2 separate regions of the Zea mays genome follow, and region 1 is linked to region 2. Evidence: chromatin contacts called from public Hi-C data. All regions are on one chromosome and are shown on one strand. Each heading gives the region's core, a stretch centred on a gene start, on an enhancer-like site or on the middle of the called end of the contact. The rest is flanking DNA. Distances are from core to core; before and after follow the strand shown.

Region 1 (2,788 bases), core at 169-2,668, 580 kb before region 2:
TCCACGTTCTGGTTGTGTAAGCTCTTGAAGCGCTGTACAAAGTAGAATATTCTATCGTTAGAACTTAGAACAATGGTTATTTTTTTAAGAGTAGAAATACTGTAGTTGTACTGAATGGTGAAACTGACACACATACCTATTTCTCGCAGGTACTGCCCAGGTTGTAAAGAGCATCGGCAAGCTAGTAAGAAGTTAGACCTCTGGAGATTACCTGAAATCCTTATTATACACCTGAAAAGATTTTCATACAGTCGGTATACCAAAAACAAGCTGGAGACATTTGTGGACTTCCCGATTCATGATCTTGACCTGTCGAAGTATATTGGTCACAGATGCCAAGACGTTCCTCACAATTATCGACTGTATGCTACTAGCAACCACTATGGAAGCTTGGGAGGTGGTCACTATACGGCTTATGTTTATGTGAGTTCTCTTCCTCCCCTACTGTGGAAACCTTTTGTTTGTCCATCTGTTTTCTGTATCATTGGCGATTTACAAGATCATCTACTGCCTTCTCGTGCGAGAAATACCATCTTGTTCCACTCGTGCTGGTGGGCTGTAAGGTGCATCATTATATGCGCTTAACACAATGTGCTTTGTTTCGTGCAGCATGAAGGGAAAAAGGGTTGGTATGATTTCGATGACCGTCATGTGGGCCCCATAACCGAGGACAGTATAAAGACATCGGCAGCTTATGTTCTTTTTTACCGGCGGATACAGGAGGATAGCTTAGATACAGTTACAGACATAGATTCTGATATTCCAACCTGAGGAGGCGGTGGAGGCAATTTTTGAGCCCAAGTCCCGGACAGTGTATAGTTTCATTGGTTTAGGGGGACAGTTGTGCGGCAATGCCGCAACGGAAGTGAGAAATAGAACAGGTGGGGAAGAGTTTGTGCGGCAATGTGGTTCAGAGGGGGGAGATAATTTGTCGCGGTTCCTTCCGTTGCAAATTCCTTTGTTTTTTTTCCGTTCCCTTTTAGCACCTGTAACTGATAGCGGTAAAATTTTGGCTAATGGCATGTGGGGAAGATATTTCGTCCCAGATTCTCAACACAGTTAGGGTTAGTTTTGGAACCCTATTTTTAAGGAATTTCTATTTTTCTAAGAGAAACTAGTTTATTTTTTCTTGGAAAAATAGGAAACCTTTCAGAAAATGGAGTTCTCAAACAAGTTCTTAAGGCTGTTATATAGAACTGTTGCTCGTGTTCGGGCCTCAGCTGCGACCACAGCCCACTTCACCTGTGGGCTATGGCTTGTTTAAAGAACGCGGGGTGGTTCCCTGGCCCAGGAGCTCGGCCCACGCAAGCGCGAGGCAGTCCAGGAGTCGGCGCGTGCGAGGAGACGGAGCGATCGAAACGACAGATCGGAGCGAGGCTGCTCTGTACGTTTGCGTCGGTGTCACCGTCGTCCGGGAGTCCGCCGGCCCAACCAAGCAGGCAGAGCCGCAGAGTCGACCGGCCCCGGCGAGGAGCAGCAGCAGTACAGTGGAGACGTCAATGGCGATGTGACCCGTCACAGCGACGGCAAAAAGCTAACCTAGCTCCGTCTCTCTCTCTCTCTCTCTCTGCGCAGCTGTCACGCACGGACGCACGCGTGCCCTGTCGCGTCGACGAGTCTGGCCGGCATCCGCAGATGGCAGTGGCAGGTTCCTATCCAGGCCTCGCTGCCTCGTGTCATCATTATCTAGCGGCCCGTAGCCAGCGGTCTACTACTAGTATAGTACTGTAGTACGTACTGCTCTAGTGTAGTAGGAGCGCGACGGTGAAAACACAGACCTCCATCTGGAACAGCTCATGCATGCATGTTTCACACCCTCTCTTTCTAAGGCGGTCTCCAACAGCGTACTCTAAATTTCATCATTTAAAGAAATATTCTCTATTATTTACAGCATTCTCTAAAAGATTTCATCCCCTATATTTTTTTCATCTCCAGCAACGTCCTTTATATCTACAGTATTATCAAACTTCGAATTTTGCATTGTGTTTCACCTTAAAAAATAATTTCATATGACATCACGTTATGTATAGTCATGATCGTACATGTCTGCCAGCATGTATCCATCACATCATGTACAGTCGTAATCGTTTTTTAGTATAAGAAGGACACAAGCACACTGACATTGATGCAGATGTCAGCTATACAGGACGCTTCTTCGTCCGCTACGTTTAGAGGATTCTTGGCGAGCTCTAAATTTTACAGTCTCCTTTAGCAAACCTTGTTAGAGGCATTGCGCACGGTTGCATCCGCTAAATTTGGCGTAGAGAACGCTTTACAGATCCTTGCTGGAATCGGCCTAACGTCTCTACTAGTAGAGAGAGAGAGAGCAAGAGCGCGACAGTACAATTTGAATAATGGAGGTGCTACAACTGTACGCACTATTGGTTAGGCTGTGTCAGTAGTTTTTTTTATCACATTTTCTATTTTAAACTTTATTCTATCAACAATGTTGTCTATTGTTGGTGAGAAGACATAACACCCCCTCAATCTGGTCTCCGAACTGTTAAAACTATAGCAAAAGAAAGGCGAAGGCCCAAAAACGTTGCTGAAGGCATGAAAACACAACCTTTGAGTATGGCGGCGAAGTCAACCATGCAGGCTCACTTGCGAAGGGACTTTCCTCGGACGCCTGGAGCCTTAGCAGGGCTAGATGACAACTTACAACGATGCCTGTCAGACCTCACACTCTTGCGACCACTGTGTAAAGTATCTGCCCTCAGCGGGCTCACCTATAAGCGACCCAGGAGGGTACCAAATCTGGTGTAATTAAGGATCCGTACTCACTATC
Region 2 (2,977 bases), core at 190-2,689:
ATGCACAGACAAAAAAACCCAACATGACATGAAACTATTTGTATTTTCCTATTAAGTACATTATTCATTTATTTGGGCAAATGCTCAAAACTTGGCGTACACACACACAATATTCTTTTCAGAAAAATATTATTTTTTTGGACATGTGATCAAATTAAAAATATCCATTGCTTATTTATTTTAGTGAAAAGTAATATATAATCTTTATTCTAAGATATTTTAATTCACTTATTTTTTTTAGAGAGTGCTTTAATTATATAGTTTACCGAGGGCATAATTAGATAAATTGGAAGTAGAGTTTCATTTATTTACTGTTCCAGGTTTCAACTTAAATTGTTAGTCTCAAGATTTGGATCTAAGTTTTGAATGTTCAGAATTCTAACATTAACATTTGATTTTTGTAGGAGAATCGTTTTTGGGCGAATTTTTACTATACCCAATTTAGAATTTTAGGGTGTTACAGTGGCTCTAGGATCCTGAGTTAGTCTCTCGACGGGTTCGCTAGCATCTCTTGCGGGCTCGAGCATGGATGAAACGTCGGGCTGATCATAATAGATCAGAACGAAGTTTCAATGTGGGTGATCAAGTATACCATAAGCTTCAGTCATACATTCAATCTTTTGTTGCTAATCGCTCCATCCAGAAATTGGCCAACAAATTCTTCGGGCCATACACCATGCTACAATGTATTGGTTCAGTAGCTTACCGGCTCCGGTTACCCGAAACCTCCAGCATTCACCCGGTTTTTCACCAATCACAGCTCAAGGCAGTTGTTGGCCGACAACACACTGCTGTTCAATTATTACCATGTTCCGATACTGCATTACAGGTGCTTGTGCAGATTCATGATCGGCGCATGATCCAATGCGGTGGCTCCATGGTCGCGCAAGTAAAGATACACTAGGCTGGTCGGGTTTGGATGCGGCTCTCGCCGCCTGGAGGACACCGGAGCATTGAAGACTAAGGGCTTGTTTGGGTAATGTCATATCGATATCGGAGTGGATTGAGGTAGTATGTGGTGTATTGAGGTGTAATATGAACTAATTTTTTTTTCAATCCCCTTCAATACATCTCAATCCACTTCAATCCCTCTATAACCAAACAAAGCCAAAGGCATGTTTGGTTCACTGTCTAACTTGCCACACTTTGTCTAACTTTAGTCAAAATGTGGCACGTTTAGCCACAAACCAAATAGGCCTTAAGTTCTCACGTACCCCGCTTAGAGACAAGTGGCAACTGATGAGGAGGAGAATGTGAGCAGCGATGCACAGGAGGCTGAGTCGAAGACAGTGAAGGAAATAGATGCAGCTGACACTGCATTCAGAACTTCAGAAGGGTGATCTCGACGTATGAAAAAGACCAACGTCCATGTATCTGGGTTAGAGTGGGCCGTGTAATGGCCACAAGTGGGCCGAGTCTGTAGTCTATCTTCTATTTCTATACAATAAAGCACGACTTTCTTCTCGCCCGAAACCGTGCCTCGCGCGCGCGAAGTCCTCCCCCGCAGATCACCCAAAATCGCGCCCTACGGGCTACGGCCCTCCCGCGCAGACCGAAATCCTCCTCCTACGAAATAAAAAAAAAGGTGCGTGGCCAAAAACGTCCCCTGCCGTCTTGCCGCGCAGACCACGCGCCCGAAATCCTGCTCCTGGGAAAAAAAGCAAGAAAAAGGGCCAGGCCATAGACTCTAACCCGTATCCGGCTGGACACAAGCATTCTACAATTACATTACAACTAGAGCACGCATTATTTTTTGTTATATAAGGGAGCGGTATTTTAAACATGTGTTGGCGCCTATTTAGACTAAACACTAAGATTGTTAAAGATATAGGCATTTTTCATATTATTTTAATTCCATAAATTAATATTATTATGATGACATATAAAATATAATTTTAATCATGGAAATCATGATGTCAAATATATCCATGAAAATATGGAACATGAGAACATAAAACATATAAATCATATAAATCATATAAATATAATAAGCATATAAACATGGTACATGTATTATAACGGAACAATTGAAAATAAATATATAGCAACATAAACAACATGACTTTAAAATTAAAATAAACAGACATGGCATATTACTAGCATGAACAGGCATCATACATGTCATGATATGATATGACAGAACAAATGTAATAAATTCATGGTTACATGCGAAACAGTAGACATGAACATATGAAACATATATAATATGGAGAACGTAAAACAGTAAGGAGATGAAACGATCATACCCCCCATGCGTTCTGAGGATCCAGATCCTTGTCCAACTTCTCTTGTCATTCTGCCAGGAAGAAGAAGATGTTTAATAGTGATGAAGACAACGACGGATGTTCGGGCAGTCGCGTAGACGCTCCCCAAAAACCTAATTGTCGATCCCCCATGCAAGGTCTCGAACGGCAAGGGATTCAGAGGCACCTGACCTCTCGCTCCTCTGTGCGCGCAGAGTTACAAGATGGAAATACCCACACTTGCGGCTGGACAGTGATTCTGAAATGGTTCTGCTCTCGTGCCAAGCAACAGGAGTTCTCCCCTTCTTAACCCTTCGTGGAAGGGAAGCTGAAGAAGAAGGGTCTTGCATGCGGCTGTTCAAGGGACGGGCAACTGAATGGTTTAACCCGGAGTTGAAACTCCCGCGGTTAATGAGTGCTAAAAATTAACACAACCACACCACACCTCGCCTGCTCGTCGCCTGCCTGCCTGCCTCGCCACACCACACCATGCCACGAGCCCGGCGCGACCCGGCCGGCGGCGGCGCGCGCGCGTGTGGCACGCCCTTGTTCGTTTCTTAACTTCTCAAATTAAGTGGAATAATTCCTACCATATAAGTCAAGCCAACGACCCTTGGAATTCCAATATGGTACTATTGGTATTGTCCACAATTACACACCATAGAGTTTATTGATTAAATGGACCAAGCCCATAAAAGATCCAACAATCCCCACCAAACTCTAGGGTTTGTAAT

The links. Hi-C and Micro-C count contacts between places; a contact is called where the count stands out from the background.
Region 1: a contact with region 2 is called in a Hi-C map of ear, with 2.9 times the contacts expected there. The contact joins two enhancer-like sites. A contact is called at or near these places in 4 of 25 Hi-C or Micro-C datasets (ear, leaf and tassel).

What each region holds. Positions count from the first base shown.
Region 1 is chr3:111,296,766-111,299,553 of Zm-B73-REFERENCE-NAM-5.0, reverse strand. It overlaps LOC103650275 (ubiquitin carboxyl-terminal hydrolase 8), which reads left to right. Exons shown (of 13, transcript XM_008675884.4): 12 at 150-423; 13 at 610-1,089. The coding sequence ends at 771. Among protein-coding and RNA genes, the nearest start is that of LOC103650275, 9.2 kb to the left of the region's middle. Within about 2 kb of position 1,418, at least 18 of the 20 cell types and tissues checked have an H3K27ac peak or open chromatin away from gene starts, as enhancers often do. A contact at or near this core is called in ear, leaf and tassel, where this site is marked.
Region 2 is chr3:110,716,618-110,719,594 of Zm-B73-REFERENCE-NAM-5.0, reverse strand. No RefSeq gene overlaps it. Among protein-coding and RNA genes, the nearest start is that of LOC103650276, 46 kb to the right of the region's middle. Within about 2 kb of position 1,439, at least 15 of the 20 cell types and tissues checked have an H3K27ac peak or open chromatin away from gene starts, as enhancers often do. A contact at or near this core is called in ear, leaf and tassel, where this site is marked.